Linked DNA regions of Mus musculus: all the other regions are linked to region 2. The links are chromatin contacts, called in public Hi-C and HiChIP or PLAC-seq maps. All regions are on one chromosome and are shown on one strand. The core of a region is the stretch at or near the end of the contact, and the rest is flanking DNA. Distances in the headings are between cores, read along the strand shown. Region 1 holds the start of Bmper (BMP-binding endothelial regulator). Region 2 overlaps Gm36743 (a long non-coding RNA gene). Region 3 has its middle 19 kb from the start of Bmper.

The links. A called contact is a pair of places that touch in the nucleus more often than the background predicts. HiChIP or PLAC-seq counts read pairs in DNA pulled down with a chosen protein or histone mark.
Region 1: a Hi-C map of forebrain shows a contact between it and region 2, with 4 times the contacts expected there. The contact joins the promoter of Bmper here to the enhancer-like site in region 2. A contact is called at or near these places in 1 of 39 promoter capture datasets (3T3-L1-derived adipocytes), 5 of 484 Hi-C or Micro-C datasets (the C2C12 cell line, the N1E-115 cell line, forebrain and 2 more), 3 of 115 datasets of contacts at active chromatin or transcription factors (embryonic limb bud, extraembryonic endoderm stem cells and neural progenitor cells) and 1 of 9 other capture datasets (liver).
Region 3: a contact with region 2 is called in an H3K4me3 HiChIP or PLAC-seq map of forebrain, with 3 times the contacts expected there. The contact joins two enhancer-like sites. A contact is called at or near these places in 1 of 39 promoter capture datasets (3T3-L1-derived adipocytes), 8 of 484 Hi-C or Micro-C datasets (the BV-2 cell line, the C2C12 cell line, brain and 5 more) and 1 of 115 datasets of contacts at active chromatin or transcription factors (forebrain).

What each region holds. Positions count from the first base shown.
Region 1 is chr9:23,221,801-23,225,831 of GRCm38.p6, reverse strand. Bmper (BMP-binding endothelial regulator) reads right to left here and starts at 2,756. Exons shown (of 15, transcript NM_028472.2): 1 at 2,059-2,756; 2 at 989-1,074. The coding sequence starts at 2,191.
Region 2 is chr9:23,125,183-23,129,344 of GRCm38.p6, reverse strand. The region is part of intron 7 of Gm36743 (a long non-coding RNA gene); the gene reads right to left. Among named protein-coding and RNA genes, the nearest start is that of Bmper, 96 kb to the left of the region's middle. Within about 2 kb of position 1,509, at least 49 of the 459 cell types and tissues checked have an H3K27ac peak or open chromatin away from gene starts, as enhancers often do. A contact at or near this core is called in brain, cerebral cortex, forebrain and 1 more, where this site is marked.
Region 3 is chr9:23,202,092-23,206,006 of GRCm38.p6, reverse strand. No RefSeq gene overlaps it. Among named protein-coding and RNA genes, the nearest start is that of Bmper, 19 kb to the left of the region's middle. Within about 2 kb of position 1,551, at least 65 of the 459 cell types and tissues checked have an H3K27ac peak or open chromatin away from gene starts, as enhancers often do. A contact at or near this core is called in brain, cerebral cortex and forebrain, where this site is marked.

The sequences.
Region 1 (4,031 bases), core at 1,507-4,006, 95 kb before region 2:
GACTCATTTATCACTTCTTAACGTTGGCCTCATCTCTTGTGACAAAGGAGTCTGCGTCCTTTATATACAGATAGCGCAGCTTTTGTCTGAATAGAGATAGATACCCTGTAGTTCTGTATGCTGATTGGATAACAAGCCTTCATCCACCCATCACTTCAGGAGTCTGCCCTTGAAGGCCTTAGAGCACTTCCAACTGGATTTTATGGATGCATGATTTTAACCAAGGTTTGCCAAAAGTAAATGGCATGTGGAACACTCTTCAGCAAAAATAGTACTCTTTGTGGAACTCTATGTCTTTCAGAAAGTCTTTTTTAGTACAACTTCATCTTCTCCAAGTGTCTATCAGAATTATCGGTAGCTTAAGCTAAAATAATCCACTAGCCACTGGCAGCACTAAGCATCTCATAGCCAAGTGACACTCTCCACTAAGGAGGGATCGCTGGTCCTGACCTGAGCTTCCTAGCCAGAAAAGACGCTTGTTTAACAGAGCTTCAGCCACAGCAGGCCAAGAAATTCAAGAAATCAATCCAAGATGACATCTTGTCCTGGGTCTGTCCTTTATGGCAGCCACCTCCTCCCTTCTCCCATATCTTATCCTTGACCTCTGTATCTAAAATGCTATTCAGCATTTCCCTGCTGAGCCGGGAAGATAGAACCAGTGTAGAAAACTAAGTGGTCATGATATCTATGACTTCATTGTAGTAGCATGCATTCCAAACTGCAGCTTTCCCAAAACAATGTTGTACAAAGTCCATCTCAAGTTTACTTGTACAACAGTGACGTCAAAGATAAGAATTCTCAGCCTGATGTGATATTAGAAATTGCCCAAATTCATAAAACTAGAAAGTGCAACTAAATTCGATGCTTAAGCAATGTGCAATTTGGTAATGATCAAAATCAATTTTAAGACAGCTATTCTGTCAGGTTTGACAAATGAACCTTGTCCATGACAGCAGTTAAGTTTATTTTACCTGACCCGTACACTTACCAAACACACACACATTATGCAAGGGTTGTCTGTGATAAATGGAATTTGGAGGACCTCCCCTTCATTTTCACATTTTGCAACAGACCCTGAAATGAAGATAAAAATACTTTTAATTTTAAATCTTGCTTAGTGGTGTTATTATAAAACCTTACCTTCTTAAGCTAGTAATTGGAATTATATAGTGTTTCAAATGCACCACAAACAAGTTTCTTCAAATCTATTTTAAATAGTTTTACTTAACATGGTTTTTTTTAAGTCAATACTTCGGTATATAGATCGGTTTTCTGTTTTCAGTTGATTTAAGCACATATTTAATACCACTAGTGCTCTGAAAGATATCTCAACTGCACATGGACTAACACACCAAACTAGGCACTAGGGAAGATTTTAAATTTGAACGAAATTCAGGACTGTGTCAAAGAACGGGCCTTTCAGGTGGATCTGCCAACTGTTGTGGGTTGAAATGCAATCACTTTTTGAAGCGCAATCTCTTTCCTCTTTAAAATATTCTCTTTTCTGCACCAGGTGTCAGTAAAGCATGTCCTTCAAAATAGAAGCCGAGGTCTTCACCTGCCTGAAAACCTGTAATTATCATATCATGCTATTAGTAACCTTTAAAAATAAGATCGCTTCTTTACATTCAAGGTCTGGAAAGTCATGTTTTAAAGATGCTGCCTAGCACCGTGGATTTATTGGAATCCTATGGTGTTGAGAAAAGAGGATGTGCGGGAAACGGCGCGGTCTTTTCCTTAATTGCACAAGAGTGGCTACGATTAAAACAAGGATTGGGGAAAAAAGATTAAATATAAATCAAGGAATTTCCCAACTTCATATAGCAGGGTGCCTATTAGCACTCTGTCAAAGGTAGCAGTCTCTCAGTCCCCCATCTCTCTACCTCTTCATAGCCTTCCCATCCCTTTTCTCTAGGCTTCTCCGCATCCCCACCGCCCGCGAGAGTCAGGCAAGGTGCGCGTTCCTCGTCCTCTCATCCCCGGTCTGCCAGTGCCTCTTCTCCCAAGAAACCACCCAGAGTCCCGGAGGACTGGTCCCTCCCGCCCCCACCCCCCTACCTGTCAGGAAGGAGGAAGCCAGAGACATGGGGACCCCGGAGCAATTGAGCAGCAGCAAGACGCAGCAGGTAATCCCAGGCGAGCGTCGGCAAGGACGCTCAGCCAGAGCCCTGACGCTGAAGAACCAGAGCATCGTCACCTGGAGGGAATCCCGGGCGACTGCAGGTCCCGCGTCGCCGCCTCTGCTCGGCAGCCGCTGCTCGCAGTCAAAAGGGCTGTGGGCCGGCGTGCCGGGAGACAGTCGGCTGAGGGAGGCGGGCGCCCGGAGCGGCGGGGGAGGAGTGGGGGCGCCCCGGGAGGAGGGGTCCTGCGGCCAGCCTCGGCCAATGCGGCGGCTTTTTTCTAAGGGAGTTGCTCTCAGCGGGTTAGCCGTCAGCCCCTCCGCGCCAGAGCTGGGCCGGGAGGAGGGGTGGCTGAGCGGCGGGATCTGGGGAGCGGCGGCGGCGACTGCCGAGTGCGCTCGCAGCTCTGGAGCCCGGCTGAGCTCCGGCTCCCGCACGCGCAGCTCCGGCCCGGCCCCCGAGCGCGGTGTCCGGCCCGCGCGCTTGCTCCGTGCGGGACCGAGGGGCGTACTAGGCTCTGCGCGGAATCCGCAGGGTCGCACGAGGGACTACGATCCTGGCGCCGGAGCTATGCCGGCTCAGAAGCGACAGCGGCGCACGCGAACGCCCAGCCAGGCGGTCTAGCCCAGCCCCGGCCACCGGCCCCGGGGCGCTGCCGGAGCCTGGAAGGCGCGTCTCCAGCGCCCTGCGCACCGCCTCCTCCCGCGCAGAGGAGCCGCCCCCAGCAGGGATGCCACTACCCGCTAGCGCCCGGAGCAGAAGACCCGGCGCTTCCCGCTGCCCCAGCTTCGGAAGGAGCCACGGATCGAATGCAGGAGGGTCCCTCAACTTTCCACAGCCCTTTGACTCCCTCGGGCAAAGGCGGGGGACTCACGAGGCTGAGGGGACAGAGGGACGAGTGACCTTGGAGATCAGGTTCCTGTGCTTATGCCTCTGTGGGCCTGACATTAGGGAGGACAGAAGTTGGAGCGACAGAAAGGGTCGGCTAATGCACGCACAACGGCCAGAGCCTTTCTCCCTTAAAGCGTGGATCGGTGGCTCAGACTCCGCCCTTCCCAGCCGGAGCTGCCCGGGCCAGGGAGGTGCGTTAGACTAATCATTCATTCACTCGCGGGCCAGGGAGGGACCGCTGCCGCTAATCTCCACGCAGGCCGCCTTCGCGGCGGCCGCCCAGCAGGGCACGCGGTGGCAGCCGCTACCCTGCAGCGTTTCTTGCTTGGGCGGCCCTGATGTCCCCCAGTCTCGGTCTTTGATCCCCTCGCCCCGCCACCCGGTACCCGCTGAGTCCCAGCATCCCTCCCACGTCCTGCCCCCCCCACACACACACACACCCGCCCTACACGCACCCGCCAAGCAGTGCCTGGCTCTACTCAAAAGGGGTGCTAATCTAGAAAAGAGAATTTTTATAACTACATTGGGAAGGTGCCAGGTGAGAGTGAAAGGTGCTTGGAACCAATGATCAGCTAGCCTTCTTTGGAGCCTACTGTGATCACATGCTCCCACCCACACGAAGAACAGCCAGCCAGCAGGTGCCCACCCCACATTAGTTCCTGAAGCGCCTTGTGGATCCAAACTCTAATTGCTGACAAGCCTAGTTTTCCCCTAGTCTCTGGCCAGTTTTAGGTAGCATTTGTAGCTGTAGTGAGAAACTCCTTTGACAGTCCTCAGATACACTCCTCTAATGTCACCACATTTACCTGCCCCTGCCTGCCATCCGCATGCTCATTTGTTTTTTTCTAGAGATTTAAAGGGTGCTTTTAGTGAGTGCATCGTGGCCAACATCCCAACACAAGGACCACATCTCTGTGACGTGGACAAGTGGGAGGAAGGAACGCTGTCATTAGCTTAGCATGCTCCATTTCCCTCTCAAAACAGATTTTGTGTAAAATTTAAATTAAAAGAGACAAGAGA
Region 2 (4,162 bases), core at 260-2,759:
ATCCTCATTAAATATTAATTTATTATTTCCCACTTTTTCCGATGCTGAGAAACATTTTGCTCAACTGTGGGCTAAGAAGTGATTGGGCCCCAAACCCAAATCTTAACCATATCAACATTTTTTTTCTTTTAATTTTATACTTCCCCAAATATGGACATGCTCAAAGTCACAAGCTGTGTCTAACTCTGACAAAAGGAAAGGATTACTTAATAAACGTTATGTTCACAGCACGGAAGAATTTTGGGGGTAACATGTTTGATATTTACACATACATAAATACATACACATTGAGTGTGGTTGTGAGCAAGTAATTATGCCACTGAAGATTGACCTGGGGCTTCTGTGTCTGAGAGAATGTTGTCAGAACCTCAACAGAGGACACAAAAGCCAATGTAAGCAAAGTGCTCATTAGAAAAGCATTTGTGAGGAAGCAGAAGTGTAGCCCTGCTAGGGGGCACTGCAAGTGAATGGGCTGTGAGGGCCACAGTGGGGACAGTAGGGCTCTTCCTTTTGTGGACACAGAGATGCTGACTTGAGAGGACTTAGAATCCTTTCGCCACTTTTTACCTGTCGTAATTGGGGTCATGTGTATGATTGATGTGAAACTGGAGGCATGTACAATAGAGTCAATTTTCAGTTAAATTTGTCCACACTAGTAGAAAGACATATACGGCTCATCTAGTAGATGTCTTTGAGATCTGTTGCATCTCAGATGGTTTGTAGTTAGCTTTTGGAGAGGTGCGCAAAGACTCATAAATCCAAGGCTGCCATTGAGCTTGCTGTGAGGTCAAGGATGGCCTGGAACATCATCTTCTTGCTTCCACTTCCTGGTTGCTGCAGGCACTATCGTTGCCTATCCACATGGCAATGGCTTCGAGATCCTGAAGGCATCCATCCCCAAAGGCACAGACCCTTTACTTCTTATTGGACATGATTGGAGGAGAAATACAGACTGCTGTTCTCATTGCACATAGACTAAAAATTATATAGCATCGAGATGAAGTTGGCTGTTGCCCCTGATCCCTGCCTGCCTGCCTGCCTGCCTCCCTGCCTGCCTGCCTCCCTGCCTGCCTCCCTGCCTGCCTGCCTGCCTGCCTGCCTGCCTGTCTGCCTAGCAACCCTTTTCCACCTGGAAGCTCAGCCAGAGTATAGGGGTGAAAGGAAGTTTTCACTCCCTTCCAGAAGGTTCTGTTGCCATTTTTACCCCCAGCCTGGGTCCCTTCCCCCTGTCAGAACTGTGAAACCAGGAACAAAACTAAACAGCAATTAAGCAGGAAAGGGACGTTTTTGTACTATATCCAGGAAAAGTAGAGGTTAAACCTCACCTGCCTGGGGGTCAGGAGGTTATAGGTGTAGACTTGAGAGAAATGAAGGGGAAGGATACGTTAGCAAAGGGATGTGTTCCTGTCTTTCTGGGAATGAGCCGAGGTTTTCTGAGAATTCAGCAGCTCTTCTTCTCTAGTTCTTTCTAGTCGTTGCCAAGCAACTGTCAACTCTCTTGTGCTGGGGGTGCTATGTAGCATGCGGGAGGAATTATAACGAGGTTGAAAGTTGTCTGAAGTCTCTGGAGCCGTCTTAGATCCAACCTGTCCCTAATGTGCCTGAAGAGGGGTTTCTGCCCTAGAGGTATCCTGTCCTCAAAGAGAAACAGGATTCCTGTTAGGTAGGAAAAAAAATAAAAATAAACAGAGGTGTTATGCACTTGAGGGCATTGAAGAAATCAAAGACAGTATCCAGTGATCCAAGGAGACTGGGAAGCCCTGGACCCTTCACAGGGTCTGGAGGAATGGTAAGAGAGGCAGGCGGGCCCCGAGAGCACAGGATGGCCTGTGATAAGAGAGGCAGGCGGGCCCTGAGAGCACAGGATGACCTGTGACTGTTTCCTGGGCTGTAGGTATGATGTGCAGTTTGTAGTCTGCTTCTCTATGGTTAGAACTTTGGTTTTCTCTGGTTATTGAAACCATAGTAAGGAGACTGAAGGTGGTTGCACTCTTTCTGATGAATCTGGTACTTGGGTTGATAAAGGAACGTCAGTAAAGAGTCCGTCTCTGTTCTGGGGTGAGGAGTCGGGAAGACAGAAGGCTAGAGGGAGAACAGTCCAAGGTCCACAACAGCCTTTTGGACTTTCCAATTCCCTTTATGTTTGGGCTTCACATGCCAAAATACCGTACTTTGGGGTATCATTTTCTGAATACTGGCAAGTGTTACAGACCCTCTTGCATTGAGAGCTCCTGTCATAGAGGTCTAAGACTAAGGAATAAAAGCAATAATGATTATCATTTACCAGGGCCCACAATGTGCTGACTGTGCACCACTCACCATTATAGATACCATCACCAGAAGTTACAATTTCCATTTATAAGGTAGGATATTGGGCTTAGAGAGGTGCCAGGACTTATCTAAGGATAACCCCAAAAAGGTCTGGAATCGGTATCTAATTCTAGCTTTGTCCAATATCAAAGCCTATTCTCTCCCACGCCAACTGTGCTGCTCCAACTGAAGCTAACAGGAGTTAAGGACTTAAATGGTCTGGATTGATAAAAAGGTGAGCCACTGTGAAGCCACCCTCTGACCTTTAACAAGGGAACACGAGCTGCTTCAAAGTGGGTTAAGAAATGCTTTTGCCATGGCTACATAGTCTTTTATTTTTCCAGTTGTCCCCCAAACAAGAACAAAGGGTCACTCTTAGTTCACAGCAGGTAAATTTAGGAAGAAAAAAAAATTAAGAAAATATTTTTTGCCCACAGCATGGGGCTCCTCTATGGGATCCTATATCATGAAATGCTGTGGAGTCAAATATCAGGGCCTCGGCTCTGAAAGCGTTTTGGTTGATTTAATAACCAACAACAATGCTGGCTGTTGACTGGCTGAGATTAGAGGAAACCATACCACATGCTCCAGGGATTCAGTTGGTCTCTGTGAGAACAAGCACTTGTGTTTTCTCTTCTCTCCCACCTATGCTATCTGCCACACAACCCCAAACCCCCAGAGGTCTTGCGTGTCCTTCCTCTTTCCTCTGGAGCACCAGGCGTTTAATATGACAAATGTGTCACTCACAGCTAAACTCAGACCCCACAGAAATGGCTAATCCAGTCATTGAAGGGTTACCCTGCCGAAATCCCCAGCCACAAACTGAAAACAGAGCAGGGTCTTGTTTATTGATTTGCCAAGGACCCTATGACTGGCAAAGGAAGAAAAAAACCCGGCACAAAATAAATGTTCGATTTCTTTTATGTAAACAAGATTGAGACCAACTTGGCTGTACAAAGCAATTCTTTGCATGTAAAGCAAAAAATAGCTCCCCTGAGGAGAAAAGAGCCCAAGCCTGGCTACCTCCCTGCTTTTCACCCTTCCCCCAGCACTTGCAGTGAGCCCTGCATTTCTGCCCATGAATGTCCCATTCAGAGCCCCTGAGAGGGAGGATTGCAGGCAAGAGCTCACCCCCACCCCATCACCCCGTCCAAAATGTTTTCTGATCGAGATAAAGGATATGGGATCTATGCTGAAAGTTGCTATTATTGCCAATTATCTTCATAAAAAGGGAAAAACCTTTATCCAAAAATCTCCCTCTCCGATTTCTTTCTGTGGGCCTCTGACCAGTCCCAAACTGCTTTTATGTGGGTTTAGAAGTGGACCAAGGAGAGACCTAAAACAAACATAAAAATCAATCAAATTCTTTTTTCTGTAGAATGCTCAGATGGTGGCTGGCAACTTGAATGTGAATTCTTAAAACAGAGATCTCGAGAATGGAGTTCAGCTTTGGGGACCATGGAGTTTAATCCTGAATCCTTGTTCTCTTCTTATCCATGATAACCTCTTCGTGATGTCACTGAAACATCTGCTAACTTGGGTCATAGAAATGGGCCTCATAAGCCAGGACATCTATGGACAGGAACATCCTGAAGGAAAACACGACTCAGGTTGAACAGTTACCCAACACTCAACGCCAACACAAATGAGGATTCTCAAGATTCAGAAGACCCGATCTCCACTGGAAAGGGGGGCTGTTTCCACGTCCAGATTCACCTACACACACAGGTCCTAGATATGCCTCATTAGAAAACCTCACTGCCTTAGAGTTCGGTGGGGTCAAGCCACTAAGCATCAGGGAATCTGGAGAGAGGATGTGTGTGATGCCCTAAGGACCCAAGGCTTAGGGGAA
Region 3 (3,915 bases), core at 302-2,801, 77 kb before region 2:
TTCCCATTAACCCTGGGTAGGAATTATGATCTGCATCCTGTAAGATAAGGAGAATGTAAGGAACTCTGAGGGTTACATGAGGGCGCTAACTGGTAAGTAGAGGAGACTCTGAGAAAGGCGGAGGCCAAAATCTCACTTGCACACCATGCTGTATAGATGCTAAATTTCAGGGTCAATTCAGACAAGACAAAATAAAAGACCAAGCAGAGCCTAATTTAGTCTCTTACCTTTAATCTTTACTTGTGGGCTTGCTTGGTTGCTAAAAGTAAATTAGCACTGGGCTATCATAATGAACTCACCCCAAGAAGGAAAGACTTCCTACCAGGAAGAGTATGGGAGAAATGAGTTCACCTAGCTCTTTGAAGCATTTTAACAACCTGAAATTGCAGCAGTAGGTATCTGCTAAGGCCGTTTCAAACTGGGCCACTTGCACAAAAGGCCAGACTGCAGGACCCCAGAGCTGCTCCCAGGGGTCTGGCTAACTACATAAGTGGCTCCAGAGAGTTCACAGGAAACCTGTGCCCCGGAGGTAAGAGGGCTGAAAAGCATTTGCCGTCCAAATGGGAAATGAAGGGGGGGGGGGGGTGTAAGGCTGTCAGCTACAAATGAAGGATGGAAAGAGAACAGATTAGAACCTAGGAGCCAAGTTAGGGGAGGTATTGATAAGGCAGCTGGTTCATCTGTGTGGCCAGTTTTGTCTCAAAGGACGCCAGAGGGATCAAGCCAAGAAGTCTGTGCAGAACTGCTGCCCTGTATTTCCAAGCCAGGTTACTGGAAAGTAAGAATTTAGCCTGCATTCTGCTAACTATTGGTGCATAGCAACCCAGAACAACCAATTTATTATGATCATTGAGTCTGCACCGTGGGGATTTTTTGATAATGTGCCATAGCTTAGCCTGCAGCCACTCCAAGATGTCTAGAGTGTCCCCTGTGAAGATACAAAGACAGGGATGGTGTCCTCTCTTACAGCACTGTGGTCTAGAAGCATTTGAAAATGTCTTCTCTCGTGTCCAGTGGTTACTGATGCCTTTGGGTCGGGACCTCGTTTGGGGCTGTTGAACAGAAAGCACACCTTTGCATGTGACCTGGGCTCCCTCACAGCCAGCATGTGCCGCAGTATTCAGAATGCCTACGTGGAAGCTCCGAGTTTAGAAGACAAGAGCCCCAGGAACTAGGCTGACAAGCGAATTGATTTTTCTGAAGATTTCTCAGAAGCCTGCAGTCCCTTGCGCACGTTATTATTGCTCACAACAACAGATAAACCCGGTGATTTTAAACAGCCTCCTTCCAGAAGAGCAGTGTCAAAGAATGCTTAACTCCGCAGCTGAGAATCTGAGGAGAGCTCTGCAGGCTGGGAGCCGGCGCTTACCGCAGCATCTGGGAAGAAGGTGGAGATGGGATGTGAAGCCCGCCCAGCACCAAGAGGAAGCCTTTCCTCTATGCCCAGGCCTGCCCTCTCCCTTTCCCTGTCCCTTCCTTATCCTGGGAAGCCCTGTGGTTTCGGCCTTACCTAACTTGGCATCTCTGTGAGGGCTTCATTACCCTAATAATAGACTTGCCAGAGTAGAGAAAAGCCTCATTCTGTTTTCTCTTGGAGCTCTGTAGCCAGCAGAGGCTCCTTCCTGCTGTTGCTGGGCAACAACTACCTCTCCAACCCATCTCAACCCCCACTGGCTATCTTCAGGACCAACAGTGGTTATATTTCTAGCCACCCCAGGTTTGAGTTCTAACTCCACAAATTCTCAGCCTCCACCTCTGGACACGATATACGGCTTCTTTAAATCTCAGTTTCCCCAAGAAGTTTCCTATGGAAATTTTACAAAGATTAAATAGGATACTGCCTGGCCGAAAACCGCACAGGAAATATGGCGCTGCCTTGATTTCAAACGGTTCTAATAAAACAGTGCATTGTGTTATTAACTGCCTCCTTACTCTATAGACTCAACATATTGGCCTCGTGGTCCCATACCTGCTGCACACCTCGGGCACTCTCTATCCTTAGTCCACTGTAACTTGATTTTTACTTCTGTGCAAGCATGTGGTAGTAACACAAGTCTCGGGATGTTTTTCCACTGATTAAATGAGATTATATGCACAAAGCTATTCTACAAAGCAGACCAGGCTCTCGTGAAGACTTAACTCTATTCCCTCTCCCATGTCACCTCTACCTCAGCGACAATTTTCTTCATTGATAACACACGTGCCATGCTTAAGAGGAAAAAAAGAAAAAGAAAACCCTGCAAATATAATATCGTCTCCCCAGCTCCATCTTAAAAAGCTCCCCCACCAATAAACATTCCCAAACTCTTACTCTTCCATCATAAGGGTCCCAGTATCCAGACCTTTTGTGAGGAGGAGGTGCTTAGAGATCACACATCTACCTAATCTGAAGAAAGCCAGCGTGACAGCCCATTAGGGATGGAGCAGCCCCTTTTTAGAGTCCTGGGTAGATAAGTCAAGATGGCTGGGCTCCAGCCCCCTGTGGAGAGACTGACACCTGCATAGCCATAGGACAGAGATTCAATTTCCAGCCTTTGTCCTGAAGCACCGAGGGGCACTGTGGTCAGAGCCTGGGCTTTCTCATTCAGGACAGAGCCAGGAGTGGAGGACTGTGGCTTCCAGGTGTCATTCTTCCTCTCCAAGTGAGAAAAGGTTTCAAACTTTCTCCTTCCAATAAGGATAGACCCTAAGTGATCACAGCCCTCTGGGTAGAGTCTTTGCCCAGGACAGCCACAAACATGCTCCCTGGCAGTGTAGCACAAACCCCTTTCCCAAAGTGACTGTCAGGGTTCCTTCCTCCTGGTTTGTGATGGAGAAGTTACTCATCACTGAAAGGAATCTGTTCCCACGTTTACATTCCTTAGGCTGCGATATGGCCCCTGGGAAACACTGGCCTGAAGGCTTCATGGGTCTCTTCCCTCTGTTCATCCCTACAACCTCCTGCTGAGAGAGAGAAAAGGGGGTTCAAGGCTTCACAGCCCTCTTGTTTTTATTTTTTCCTCACATGGCACCAGGTCCACACCGGTTTATCCACTTATCCCTTCAACAAACATTTAATTAACATTTATTCTGTGCCTGGCAGCGTGCTCGAACCATCCCAGGATAAACTATGGTGAATTAAGCAGGATACAGCTTTCAAAATGTTCTCTGTTGTTTTGTTTTGGTGGGAGATGACGGGCTGGCCTGATCCATGAGTATCAAGGACACATACATGTCTGGATATGAAAGTGCAGCTAGAGGGCTGGAGAACACAGCCCGGGAGGAGCTATGTCAGCCTGTGGTCACGGGTGAGCAATGGATGAATGGGCGATTGCTGGGTGGACAGGAGCTGGCCAGTGTGTCAGTGAGGAAAATGTCATGAGCAAAGAGATGCAACACCATGACCTTCTGAAGGGCCACAGGCCTGCAGGGACAAGAAAAGCCAGCTGGAAAAGAAGTTGGACGTGTGGGCAGAGCTGGAACTTGCCATGCTCCAGGCTCTGGGCATTGCTCCAGTCCTCCAGAGAGCTAGCTGCTTTACACAGTAGAATAGCTGGCAAGTACCATCCTGCAGCCACATCTGGACATGGAGTGGAGGCTTCCTCAGTTTCCCCCATCAGAAAAACACACAACAAAAAAAAAAAAAAAAAAAAAGAAAAACACACAACAATTTATTCTCCAAGTCGTTCATACAGCCTGGATGAGCTACAGTTTTCATTTGCTTTATTGGTTCAAGAGGGAAAACATTCATTTATTTTTATGGAACACATGGGCTTGGTGATTATTTTTTTATATTATTAAAAATGAAATACTTGGGGAAAACTCAAAAATTTGGTTTCATGGCTTCCTACACTATTACACTTAGATTCTGTGTCTCAATGACAAAGCCAGAGAAATATGAATGACTGTGAACCACGTTGGCTTCCCTTGCAGTAA